Regions from separate parts of the Mus musculus genome. Here region 2 is linked to region 1. Evidence: chromatin contacts called from public Hi-C data. All regions are on one chromosome and are shown on one strand. Each heading gives the region's core, a stretch centred on a gene start, on an enhancer-like site or on the middle of the called end of the contact. The rest is flanking DNA. Distances are from core to core; before and after follow the strand shown.

Evidence for each region. Hi-C and Micro-C count contacts between places; a contact is called where the count stands out from the background.
Region 2: a Hi-C map of liver shows a contact between it and region 1, with 2.3 times the contacts expected there. The contact joins two enhancer-like sites. A contact is called at or near these places in 31 of 484 Hi-C or Micro-C datasets (3T3-L1-derived adipocytes, the MC3T3-E1 cell line, bone marrow-derived macrophages and 13 more), 8 of 115 datasets of contacts at active chromatin or transcription factors (differentiating embryonic stem cells, embryonic fibroblasts, embryonic stem cells and 2 more) and 1 of 9 other capture datasets (embryonic stem cells).

Annotation. Positions count from the first base shown.
Region 1 is chr15:10,625,756-10,632,480 of GRCm38.p6, reverse strand. All of the region lies in intron 3 of Rai14 (retinoic acid induced 14), which reads left to right. Among named protein-coding and RNA genes, the nearest start is that of Gm10389, 29 kb to the right of the region's middle. Within about 2 kb of position 3,675, at least 29 of the 459 cell types and tissues checked have an H3K27ac peak or open chromatin away from gene starts, as enhancers often do. A contact at or near this core is called in liver, where this site is marked.
Region 2 is chr15:10,873,497-10,880,735 of GRCm38.p6, reverse strand. No RefSeq gene overlaps it. Among named protein-coding and RNA genes, the nearest start is that of Gm19276, 48 kb to the right of the region's middle. Within about 2 kb of position 4,200, at least 39 of the 459 cell types and tissues checked have an H3K27ac peak or open chromatin away from gene starts, as enhancers often do. A contact at or near this core is called in liver, where this site is marked.

The DNA of each region.
Region 1 (6,725 bases), core at 2,426-4,925:
CCTCCTGGCTATCCCAGAACTCAACTATGTTGACCATACTGGCCTTGAACTCACAGATATGTGCCTCCCTCTGAATCCCAGTTGCTGGGACTAATGGTGTGTGCCACTGAGCCTCATGGTGATTCCTGACTGAGCCTCACTTTGGGTGTCCTCAGGAGAAGCGGCTTGTGTGCCAGTAGCGTCTGTCGCCAGAGATTCCAGCAGCTCTGAAAAGAAGTGTAGGTGTGGGGTTGTTATTGGTTGGCTTCTCCAGTTGGTGGCTGGGACACTTTTCTGAGAACTTCCAGAAATACTACATTTATTGCGGAGCTGGCCAACATGGCGCGATGCCTGCTGTTCACTAAGTCCTGGTCCATGGCTGCCGCTGGGCGACAAAGGTAGAACTGGATAATTACAGCAAAGGCCATATGGCTCTTACAGAGCCCCACGTCCTCATTGCCTGGCCCCTTTTTATAAACCTTCACTTTCCTTTGAGTTTAGGTAAAGCAAATGGGGTATTTGTCCGCATCTTCTGTTCCGTAGAGGTAGAGCTTCTTCCTAGAGGCCGTGATGTGTTGATGGTTAGTAAAGGTTCAAGAGAGTATGGATGGCCCATGGTTGTAGGTACAAAGCTAGCACAATCCTCCCCCATAGGAGACATTCAAGAAACGGTTTCTTCTTTCTCACTCCAGGCTAGTGGCTCTCACACAGGGAGCCTCTGCACTGGAATTGCCTCAGGTGCCTTAAAAAGCTGTCCTGACTCTGCACCTTGTGTCCCCGCCCCCCGGAAGTCTATTCTTTTGTCCTGACATTTCTGGTGAGAGATGGTGCCTTTTGTACTAATCTTCCACAGCCTTTCTACAACTATTCCTTGTGACCAGGGGTCTGCATAAGACAGCCTTTTATCGTCATCCCAGGGGAAGGCAAGATAAGTGCTTATGATGGCTTTTATTATTATTATTACATACTTTCTTTCGTTGTTTTTTTGGTTGGTTGGTTGGGTTTTTTTTTTTTTTTTTTTTTTTTTTGGTTTTTCAAGACAGGGTTTCTCTGTATAGCCGTGGCTGTCCTGGAACTCACTTTGTAGACCAGGCTGGCCTTAAACTCAGAAATCCGCCTGCTTCTGCCTCCCAAGTGCTGGGATTAAAGGCATGTGCCACCATGCCAGCTTATTAGATACGTTCTTTATTTACATTTCGAATGTTATCCCCTTCCCTCTTTTCCCCTCTGAAAACTCTCTATCCCCTTCCCCCTCCTCCTGCTCACCAACCTCCCACTCCTGCTTCCTTGTCCTGGCATTCCCCTGCATTGGAGCATTGAGCCTTCTCAAGATCAAGGGCCTCCTCCCATTGATGTCCCACAAGGTCACCTCTGTTACATATGCAGCTGGAGCCATGGGTTCCTCCATGTGTACTCTTTGGTTGGTGGTTTAGTCCCAGGGAGCTCTGGGGGTACTGGTTGGTTCATATTGTTGTTCCTCCTATGGGACTGCAAACCCCTTCAGCTCCTTGGGTCCTTTCTCTAGTTCCAGCATTGGGGACCCTGTGCTTAGTCCAATGGTTGGCCGAGAGCATGAACCTCTGTATTTGTCAGGCAATGGCAGAGCCTCTCAGGAGACAGCCATATCAGGCTCCTGTCAGCACCAAGACAACACTCACTAAAATGAAGAAAAATTTGCTAGTTTGTAACTTAGACACAGGCGGGAATACCTTATGAAATTTTTTTCCTTATTTCCTATTTATTCTGTTTAGAATAGATGGCGAAGATGGCCATGGTCTAGTCTCTCTTTTCTACTGTGGCAGAAGGCACATCACATAAAACTAAGCATGTTAATGATTTTAAAATCTACAGTTCAGTTTCACAATGAGGTTCGACGTCCCCAAGGAAACTTCGTTCTCACCAGGTAGCCATTCCCAACCTCTCCCCCTGACAATCATTAATGAGTGTGCAAGCTCTCTGTGTTTGCCTCTTCTGAATATTTCATGTAAATGGAGTTATGTATGTAGCCTCTAGCTTCTTCACTTAGTGTGTGTGCTCAGGGTCCATCCATGTTTTATACGTGCCAGAGTTCATTCTGGTCTCGTACGCTACATAGAAGCGGCATGGAAACCCCTGCTTCCATTTTTCAGATGATAAAAGCAAGGCTGTCCCTATCTCGCTCTCCCAAGGCACTCCCACTTGGAAGTCAACTTTGTTCTCCCCGTTAAAGATCCTTACATAAAAAGTTCGAAGAACTAATGAAAGAAAGGCGATCCCTTTTCCAGTGTGGGATTTTTCCATACGTCGTCATCTGTCAATACTTCCTTTTCCTGCTCAGGATACGTATGTGAGGACTGAGCTTATTAACTGGTAAGAATTTAAGATTTAAAGGCACGGTGGAATTAAGTCTTATCTGGCCTTATATTTCTAGTCCAACCCTACGGTTGCAATATTCACATTGAGGTTAGGCGGAGAGACCGAGAAACCATCTTCCATGTCACTTTAGCATCCTGTAACAATGTTCACATCGAGGCTTCTGTTATAAAAAAAAAAAAAAGAGCCCCGTGAGACTTCCCTCCTTGCCTTAGCCTTGTCCCTTCAGCTGTAGCTCTTGGCTGGACCAGCCTCATGGAGCCTATAGAGGTCACTGGTGTCCACTGTAAGAGGTGCTTTGCCTCTCTCTCTGAAGATTAAGGCCGCATCATGAACTTGGAAATCATGTCCTTGGCCACGTTTGGCCTCATTTTCTGCCTTGTATATAGTTCCACAGCAAAATGGGGCTGCAGAACCCTCTTGTAGAGCGCGTTCAGGGTAAGGGGTTGTGCCTGAGTGCAGAGTCTTGCTGTGGTCATTCAAGGGCATCTCTCCACTATGTAAACATCGTCTCTCTATGTGACCTCTTCTCCTACCTGTCCCTACCTCTTCTGCAGTCCAGACGTTGATGGATCTGCCCAGGATCTTCCAGGTGCGTTTGATGGTTCGGAAAGAACAGGAGCAGAAGTGACATAGTGACACTTCCACTGAGGAAAGCCCAGCGTTCCAAAGGATCTGAATGTCATCAGTAGTGAAACTCCTGCACGGCAAGGGTCATGCCATTTTTGTTGAGTTAGGCTTTCCCTGTGTTGTAGGCACAAAAGAACCATTTGCTGTGCTTGCTCTGGAGAAAACCTTTTTTTTTTTTCTTATAAGGCTTCATAGATAAATTACCTAGGAGTGGAGAATTAACTTGGGATCTAGGGAATAGCAACTCTGGAAAAGCTACTATTCCCATACCCCTGCGTCCCGGGCAGTTTCAATAGAAAAGCTCTCAGCGTGTATTATCCAGATGTTCAGCAAGCCCAGAAGTCCCAAGAATGCGGTGGTCAAGGCAGCCATTGCCCAGACATTCTCCAGAAACTTCCATATCCCAAGACCAGATGGGTAGCTTGGAAATTCCCAAAACTTTTTCATCTCTTCCTGAGTATCCCCTGTCATCCATGGCGAGAGGCGAAACTGTCAGAAAATTTCTTCCTCTGACACTGATCACAGAGGAGTTTAAAAAAAAAAACCAAAATCCAAAAAAAGGAAAAAGCGGTTGAACGGCTGGAATTCATTTAGGAAAGGGTAAAATAGGAGTGGTGACTTGGCGGGAAGACGACAAAATAGAACAGAGCGGGGCAGAAAGTTACCGCTCCAGGCTGTTTGTGGAATTAGGCTTGGCTTTCCTCCGCCCCATCTGGGCTCTTTCCATGGGGAGGTAGGGAAGCAGGGGGGTGACAGAACCCCAAAACCTTACGGGGGAAGAGCCTAATTGCTTCAAGATGCTTTCCCCTGTGTTGGATATGCCTTTAATTAAAGTTATGTGTGTTTGTCTTAGGAACAACCAGACTAAATAAAATCACTACTGGGACCATAGTATTTGAACAAATACTCACCAGGGTATATGTACATAGACCTTACAGACAGAAAGGGGTGCAGGGGGTGGGGGAGGGAGGAAGAGAAAGAGATGGAGGGAGGGAGAGAGAGAGAGAAATAGAGGGAGAGAGAGAGAGAGAGAGAGAGAGAGAGAGAGAGAGAGAAGAGTGTGTAGTCCACATTTTAGAAACCTGATCTCTTTGGCCCCGAAAGCAAAAACTCGTGAAAATATTTTTAAACAACCATGGAAGTGGGATGTAGAGAAAGCGCTTTTGAGCTCTGCACGCCAGTATAGTAAGGCACTTCTCTGGCCGGTGACCTTTTCCACCCTCTGCCTTTCTGTTTGCTCAGAGTAGGGCTGCGTTAGAGAATTGGTACCAGCAGTTCTGTCTGAGAAATCAAGTGACACCATGTGACCAGCCTTGTCTAGTTCTTCTTGCAGAGGACTTGTAAATTATCTAAATAGTTACGTACAGTATGCGATTGCAGCCTCTGCCCCTCTCTGCAGAGTCACTGTACAGCTTCCTTTTGAAGGTTGGTCTTAGGTAGTCATAGATTGTGTGGACCAAGTGTTTCTCTCTTGAAGCTGCTCAGGAACTTGGAGCCCAGGTTTTGGTATTCCTTATCCCCTGATTCATAGCCTTCTGCTTTCTGTCGACAGCTGACAGGCCTACATACTCTACTGTCTTCACACAATTTTTAAGTTGATTTTTTTGTATATGAGTATTTTGCCTGTAGGTGTGTATGTGCATCATGTGTGTGCCTGTGTGCCTGGTGCCCATGTAGTTCAGAAGAGGGCACCGGAACCTTGGAAATGGGGTTCCAGATCATGTGACCCGCCATGTAGTTACTAGGAATTGAGCCTGGGTCCTCTGCAAGAGCAATTAGTGCTCTTAACCTCTGAGCACCATAGCTCCTGCCCCTGCATCCATTTTTAAAAGTGAATGAATCCACCTGGAGTCCCATTTGACACTTAACCCCACCTCTCCGCTTGACTTTCATTAGAGGGTGAGAGGCAGGCAGTAGAACCTTGTTGGCAGAAGTAGCTACTGAAGCATGCTTTTTCTTATAATCCCACCCTGGGGATTTTGACCCCCAAAGAACGGCCTCTGCCACTCATTCCTACCTCAGTGCATGGGGCTAAGCAACCAAAGCCTGAGCTCCGGAGACGTGGGCTAAGATTGTCCTTCTTTGGCCTGAGCACTGGTTCACTGGGAAAGAGCACCTGTTCTTGCCGAGGACCGAGGTGTGGTGCCCAGGAGTCACAGGGCAGTTCACACCTGTCTATAACTCCAGTTCTAGAGGATCTGACGTCTTCTTCTGGATTCTGCAGGCATTGGGCCTGCATCTGGTACACAGATATACATGTAGACAGGCACTCATACATGTAAAATTATCAAAAAGGATTTTACCTCCCAAGTTTCCTGAAAGGCATTTTTGTGACAGAGGCAACAGGTAACTAGCAGTGTCTGGGTGACAGTGATGTCCCCCATAAGTGTCAGGCATCTAAATACTTGGCTTCCCATTGGTGACTGTTTGGGGAGGATGAGGAAGTGTGCCACCGTGGATGGGCTTCGTTATCTCAAAAAGGTGCACACCATTTTATGTGTTTTCTGTTTGTGGTTCAAGATGTGAGCTCTCAGCTGCTGTTCTAGCAGCCGTGTCTGCCTACCACCTTCTTCCTGGACTCCTGTGTCTAACTTCCTGAAGCTGTAAGCCTCAAATAAGCTCTTCCTTCTAGAGTTGCTTTGGTCATGATGTTTTATCACAATAGAAGAGTAACTAAGACAGAAATTGGTACCTGGAAGTAGACTGTGTGGAGAGTTGACACAGTGTACACCAAGGTCAGGCTTTCAGCACAAAGGAGATTTCTTTGCCCCGGAGAGGACAAAGGGCAGGAACTAAGAGTCAGAGACAGAGAATAGAGGATAAGAGAGAATGGGAAGGAAACAAGGGAGAAGAAGGTATATTTGCCCCAGGGGGACAAAGGACTGCCTCTGGATAGAAAGGCGACAGTCATGGCTCATAGGGAAAGGGGGAAATCCTATGTGTGGGTGAGGAGTTTAATTTGAATCAGGCATGCTAATTAGATGAACCAAGGGGAGCTTTTGATTGCTGGACCTTGGTGGGTTCCCCTTAGGAGCAGGAAGTGGCTGAATAAGGGAATAGATCTTGGTGGCTTAGCTTCAGGGATGTAATCTAGTGGTTTTTCCCGCAATGCAGAGAGGGGTAAAAGGCGAAACTTGTCAGCGGCCTCTGAGAACTCTTCACTGTGGGACTGACTTGACTGACCACACTACTTTTTTGGTGGAATGTGGAAAAATTTGGGATTTTGAACTAGAAAAACAGTAGAACGCTAAGCAGGGCTTAATAAGCCACCCTGCTAGAAGCTAGAAAGTCAGTGTGCTGAGACGTACGTGACTGGGGGGCCCGGAGCAAGGGGAACAGTGTCAGCCACAGGGCTAGAGACTCTTCTTGTGATTCTTTGGCTGTTTTCTGCCCTCACCCTAAGAATTTGCCTGAGGCTAAGATAAAAGGCAATGAACTATTTTTTTGTTTTGGCAGAAATCAGAGGCTATTTCAAGACAGCTTCACACTGACTCTGTTCACTTGTAACTGCACACAAGTTAGTAACACTGTGTGCAGGTCTCCAATTGAGGTAGAGCAAATGGGGCAAAAGAAATACCTAAACAAAGCAATACAAAACCCTACAGTTTGGAGAGGAAAAGGAAACCACCAAGCTGCATGTTCCCAACAAGTGTTGGTGTCTGAGAGAGGCTGTAGTTGCTAAGATCAGCACCTTTAAGGAAATCTGCATGGGCCTAGTGGGAAGGCTGCTGGCTCAGAGCAAGAGCCCAGCCAGCTAAGCTTTC
Region 2 (7,239 bases), core at 2,951-5,450, 250 kb before region 1:
ACATCTTCTGGGAAGTGTTTTCTGAAAGCACAAAGAGGCTGTGTCCCAGAGATAGCCAAGGTTGTACTCCTGCTGCAGCGGGACTTGGTAATGTGTAAGAGTCACCCAGGTGGTACTGGTTTTGAAGGCATGAAGGGGTCATGCAGAGCAGCTGAGGCTCAGCACTGTGAGAGGCTATGAAAGGCCATTGGTGAAGGTACAGCCTCAGTTGTAATTGATGGCCCAGGACTGAAGGGGTCATGCAGTGTTTTGGAGATACCAGTACCATGAGCTGACCACCAAGAGCAGCAGCAGTGGAGTACAGGCATCTGGAGCCTAGAGGACGAAGCGTGTGCTACAAAGGGCCTGGCTGGAGAAGTGACCTAAGCCCTTGGATGAACCCAGAAGATCGTGAGTTGGATCCCAGACTTTGGACAGTTGGAGATTGATTTTTGCTTTTGACTGTGACTGTGCCCTGATATTTTCCCTCTTGAAGGAAGAAACTATTTTAGTGGCGCCCACAGTTAAGAGACTTTTAATTGTAAAAAGACTTTGGATTTTAAAAGAGATGGATATTTTAAAGAGATTGAAATTTTAAGAATATGTAAAGACTGTGGGACTTTTAAAGTTATTTAGACCTTGAGGATGAATAAGAATGTAAGGGTTGAGGCTTACTAGTGATGTGTTTGTGTGTCAAGTTGACAAGGGGTCAATTGTACTGGCTAGTTTTGTATCAACTTGACACAGCTGGAGTTATCACAGAGAAAGGAGCTTCAGTTGAAAAAATGCCTCCATGAGATTCAACTGTAAGGCATTTTCTCAATTAGTGATCAAGGGGCAAAGGCCCCTTGTAGGTGGGACCATCTCTGGGCTGGAAGTCTTGGTTCTATAAGAGAGCAGGCTGAGCAAGCCAGGGGAAGCAAGCCAGTAAAGAACATCCCTCCATGGCTCTGCATCCGTTCCTGCTTCCTGACCTGCCTGAGTTCCAGTCCTGACTTCCTTGGTGATGAACAGCAGTATGGAAGTGTAAGCCGAATAAACCCTTTCTTTCCCAACTTGCTTCTTGGTCATGATGTTTGTGCAGGAATAGAAACCCTGACTAAGACAACATCTTAGTTTGGGTTGTGTTACTGTGAAAAGACCATGACCAAGGCAACTCTTATAGAAGACAACATTTAATTGGGGCTGGCTTACAGGTTCAGAGGTTCAGTTCATTATCATCATGGTGGGAATCAGACTGTAGGAAGACATGGTGTTGGAAAGGGGGCTGAGAGTTCTACATCTTGATCAAAAGGCAACAGAAAGAGACTGTGAGCTACACTGGGCATAGTCTAAATATCTAAGAGACTTCAAAGCCTGCTCCCACAGTGGCACACTTCCTCCACACCTACTCGTACAAGGCCACACTTCTTATAGTACCACTCCCTATGGCCAAGCATTGAAACACATGAGTCTAGCGGGGGGCGGGGGGCATACTTATTCAAACCACTGCACATGATGAGTGACCATGGCCAAGAACAGGTTGACCCCAGAAACATGTTTTGTTTCCAACATGGAACTAGTTACATGCACTTTTATATTCACAGAACAAATGGTGAAAAGATGGTGGTCAGGTAAGAACATTTCAAAGTTTTAACCTGGTGTCTTAGGGTTTTACTACTGTGAAGCGACACCATGACCCAAGCAACTCTTATAAAGGCAAACATTTAATTTTTTGAGGTTCAGTCCATTATCATCACGGTGGGAAGCATGGCAGCATGCAGGCAGACCTGGTACTAGAGAGGCCAAGAGTTCTACATCCTGATCCAAAGGCAGCAGGAAGAGACTCTTTCCTACAGGTAGGCAGGAGGGGAGCCTCTTCCACACAGTGTAGAGAGCTTCAGCACTAAGACCTCAAAGCCTGCCTACACAGTGACACACTTCCTTGACCAAGGCCACACCCCCTAATAGTGCAACTTCCATGGGCCAAGCATATTCAAAGCACCATACCTAGTAACTGAGAGAATATTAGGTCAGATATAGAAGGTGGATGGCAAATGGCTATTAAGAGGATCAAAGCTAACCTAAGATATATCAAGGAGCAAATTTCATGAAATAGTAAATAAACCACAATTCTGGTCTTACCACTGCAGCAAAACATTCCTCTGTTATTGTTAGGGAAACTTGAAGTCTTCAAAGTTGGTCAGAGGGTGATACAAAGATATCATGCATTGATAGTTGGTATACTATACATCTGTCAGGTATACGTGTTTATGAGCAACTGAAAAACAGAATTCTTAAGCAAAGGAAAACATGCTATTACCCTTTTAGTATCTCTGAGCTGAATTTTCACTTTCTGTCAAACAAATAAAACCAAATTACCCTTAAAGATTCCATCTCTTACTATACAAGTTCAACCCCACTCATTGGTTTCTGCCGCGGTTGCTCTATCTGAGTGCTGCCTGGTCAACTGACCACCCTTTCCCTTTAGCACACTTTGTGCTTTCTGGGCTTTGTAATGCATAGAAAAGTAATCAAGTCACTATTAAAATTTAAGATCTTCGCTCATGCAATCCTTTTTTAAGAAATCACTTCACATTGTGTTCTTCAGGAGACCCTGTACATGAGATGGATGGGTAGCTTCCACTGTCAACCTGACACAACTGGATGCAGGGGTCCAACTGAGAAAGTGCCTCCATCCCATTGGTCTGTGAGCATGTCTGGGGACATTTTCTTGATTGTTAATTAATGTGGGCAGGTGCCGTGTGGACAGTTCTACTCCTGAGCAGGGACACCTGGGCTCTGTAAGAAAGGGAGTTGAGCAGCCCAGTGAGGAAGCAAGTAAGCCAGTAAGTAGCCTTCCTCTGTGGTTTCTGCTTTAAGCTCCTGCCTTGAATTCCTGTCTTGGCTTCCTTTGACAATGGACTCAAACTGCAAACTGAGATAAACCCCTGTCCTCACCAAGTTGCTTTGAGTCACAGAGTTTACCACAGCAACAGAAAACAAACTTGAGCAATCTTAAAAGGATGACAATGCTCATCAGATAAGAGCCCTGACTGCTCTTCCAGAGGACCTGGGTTCAGTTTTACAGGGCAGCTCCCAACCAGCAGGGACTCCAGCTCCAAGGGATCTGATGCCGCTTCAAGCCTTTTTGGGCACTGCACATATGCGGCACATAGACATACATGCAGGCAAAACACCCATACACATAAATAATATAAATAACTAAAAGCTGGAGAGATGGTTCAGTAGCTAAGGGTCACAATGCAGTAAATAGCAGACAACTTTACACAAATGTAAAGCTTGAATGGTATATTTTTATGCATCATTCAGAAAGCTGGTGTGTACATAACAAAGCAAAACAGCAAACTTGCAGGAGCTGGGCAGTGGTGGCGCACGCCTTTAATCCCGGCACTTGGGAGACAGAGGCAGGCAGATTTCTGAGTTTCTGGCAGAGTCCAGCCTGGTCTACAGAGTGAGTTCCAGGACAGCCAGGGCTACACAGAGAAACCCTGTCTTGAAAAACCAAAAAAAAAAAAAAAAAAAAAAGGAAAGAAAAGAAAAGAAAAGAAAACTTACAGGATCAGATATATGTTCCCTCTGTCCTGACCAGTCATATGTGTTTGTTCGTAAGGTATTTTGTGAGCATATCACATACCTTATATACTGTACAAGTCTCTTGGGAAGAGTGGATGAACACAAAACAGATATGAAAATCCTGCTCTCATTGACTCCATGGTCCAATAGAATAATAGAAATTTCACAGGAAATCGCATAGATGATTGTTTTACTATAGCAACTACACCTACTACAAAGGACTTGCTTATTTCATATTTTCTGACCATCTTCCAACTTGCCCATTTTTAGGACAGTTTAAGCCATGACTCCATTTCTTTTCTCCAGTTTTTACATCAGTATCTTCTCTTGAGACTGGCTGGCTCTAAAAACTCACTTAAATAGAATACAGCAAATGATGTTTTATGATCCCTGAGTCTAGACACATTGGTTGTCTCTTCTTCATTCACAGATTACCCTAAATCAACCAGTGTTTATTGTTCATGGCTGTCTGTGGGCTTGTAATTTGGAACTGGCACAGCTAATTTCAGGATCCCTCTTGAGGTTTATAAAGATATCGGATAGGACTGGCCTCACTGAGGACTGACAGGCTAGAGGACCCACCTCCGAGCAGTTAACTCTGCTCACATGCTGCTGGCAGAAGTCTTCAGTTCCTTTCCGGCTCGGCTTGTTCCATGCCATGTGACTTTCTCAGTAGTGCTATTAAGGGTCATGGAGGCTGGTTTTCCCCCCACAGTAAGTGACTTAACAGAAACAGAAAGAGGAAACCACAATGTAGTGATTTAAATATTCCGAGGTTAATAACTAATACTGGGAAAATTAATATGGTGGCAGTTACTTTTTAACCAGCTATTACCCAAAGAAAAGGCACAGAGACCCTTAGAATTATAATAAGCTTCAGAGCACTGGCGCTAGCAGGCATCAGCCCTCTTATGTATTTTCTCTGTTCTCATGCCTTGAGCCCCAGTATATTACTTGCCATATTCGTTGATGTTGCTCCTGCTTCGTCAGGCCAGGTCTCACAGCCACATGCTGTGTCCATATTACCCCATGGTGACTTCTTTCCCCCTCCTCCTCCTCCTCCTCCTTTCCTCGATCTCTCCTGGTTGTCCCTACCAGTGATCCCAAGCCTGGAAACCAAAGCCTGCCTGCATCTCTTCTGCCCAGCTATCAAGTGGCTGTCAGCAACTTTATTAACCAATCAGGAATAACTGGGTGGTAAGGTTTACACAACAAAGGCTGATGTATGTGAGAATCTGCTCGTCTTGGAGCAACCAGATCTTGGGATGCAGAATTTAGCATTTGAACCCATAGAAATAGATCAAACCCCACCACAATGTCTTCATATCCTAAAGTTGGGAATCAAATACCAGAACTCTGTCTTATTTGATTATTTAGAAATGAGTCACCATTATTACCACCCACATTTAAAAGATAATTGACCTGAAGATAATTAAGCTCTGCAGATCAAAGGTAAGATTGTCAGAGTATTTGTGGGCCTGTCTAATACTACCACAGCAGGCATGAAAAAGGATGCCACTTCATAGCCGCTTGAGTGCCAGGCAGCAAACAGATAACACCAACAGTAAGAAATGTGAGTGCAAACAAATAAATGTTCATGTCCCTCCCAAAGTCACTTGTCTAAACTTGACCACTCTTAGGATATGATTAAATTATGGGAGCAAAGACCTAGAATAGCATTAGTGTCCACAGGGGGAAAAAAAAAAGAGTCCAAAGAGAAATCTCATTCCCCTTCTGCTTGTGAAGTTTCAGTAAAAAGATGGCTGACCTGGACCATCCCCAGACACTGAAACTCCAAGAAACTTGGTCTTAGACTTGACAGCCTCCAAGGCTGTGAAGAATAGGCTTCTATCATTTGTGAGCCACCTAGTCTATAGTATTTTATTGTGTGTCTTAAGACAGTGAGTAAATTATTCCATATAACTTCAGCCATGTTATTGAGACCTCACCAACACTACCACCACCATCTCTGAGTGCTACCAACTGCTCAGAGAACATCTCTCCTGGCAACTTTTCTAGCTCCTGAGCATAAGTTGTGTCTACTTCGGTCATAGACTTCCTCTTCATCAGATGGCACACTATGTGCCACAGAGATTACAGCAGGGATTCTCCGGGTCAAGGACAACTTTTCTGCTGCTTGAACATAGATAATTTGTTTTGCTCTTGCAAGCCCTAGGTTCATTATTCCTCAATTTAGGAGACAGGTGTAAATGAGGCTTACTGGGGGCTGGAGAAATGGTTCAGGTTAAGAGCAGTGGCTGCTCTTCCAGGAGTCCTGAGTTCAATTCCCAGCAACCACGTGGTGGCTCACAACCATCAACAGTGGGATCTGATGCCCTCTTCTGGCATGTAGGTATACATGCAGATAATGTACGTGCGCGTGTGCGCGTGTGTGCGCGCGCGCGCACACACACACACACACACACACACACATAAAATCTTGAAAAAAATGTTGCTTACTGATGAGTGCCATAAAACATGGCTCTCAATACATGTTCTAGGCTACTGTTTTTTATTTTCATCATTATTATTTTTATTTTCATTGATATATATATACATATATATGTATGTATGTGTGTATATGTGTGTATGTGTGTATATACACCTTTTCCCAGAGCTTCTGACATAAGTTCATGCTATGAAAACCTGGTCTCACAAGTGTAGTGTTAACTCCTCCTTGTAGTTCATTAAGACTTTGTCAGACATTTTCAACTTCCATTGATTTTTACCTCCTGAGTTTCTATTATCCTCTGCTTTCAAAACCACTCAAAGGACATAACATATTAATAAATTAGAAGTAGATTAAAGGCACATATTACAAAAATTGAGACACACACAAAAGTAAACTCTTTGTAAATAGCTGGCTGTAAACTAACATTGGGAAAACTCATGCAGGCCACATCCTATAACTATATAAAAGGTAAACTTTCTATACACAAAAATCAAAACTAAAGGTTAAGAATTCTGAGGCAATACTTGTTCTAGTATAAAACAACAGGATCTGATATCCGTGTGTGTCAATAAGAAGGAAATATTTTAATCTAACCAATAAGAAGGAGAAAAAAGATGAGTGATTAATAAAAGACAAATCACATGCATAAAGTAACAGAAATTAAAAATGAAATATTTTTATAGAAACAGAACAAACGACAGTCACTGGGAGCTCCCTGTTTTCACACATCCAGACTAAATACAATATTATTTACAAAACATAAAAGTGTGTTAGCATGAGCAGTCACAGGCTTGCTGGACACCATGAGCTACACCCTTCTAAGGTTCCTGAAGATGGAAAGTCACCAAGGCTCAGTTGATTGTGATTTTCCTTTTCTGTATGTCCCACAGGCACAGTCCTGCAGCTCAGCGCCAAGGAGAGGGTTTTTGGCTCTGCCCCTGTGCCCCAGAGAAGCCCAGCAGCTTCTAGGAAGGAGGAAGTCCGGTCTTACTCATCTCTTTTATCTCTCACCCTGCTCAGGGAATGTCAGTTCCGTTGAATTTAAATTTGAGATTGCTGAACGGCAAATAATAACGGTGATTTAGGTTCAGCAATCATGCTTTGAATATGGTAGATTGGTTTATAACACAGAACCTTAGGAAAAATAAGCTTGGAAGAAAACACACACCCATGTCCATCCCAGTGCCGTATCGTAAGTCAAATTAAAGAGGAGCACACTGCCAGAGTCAGAA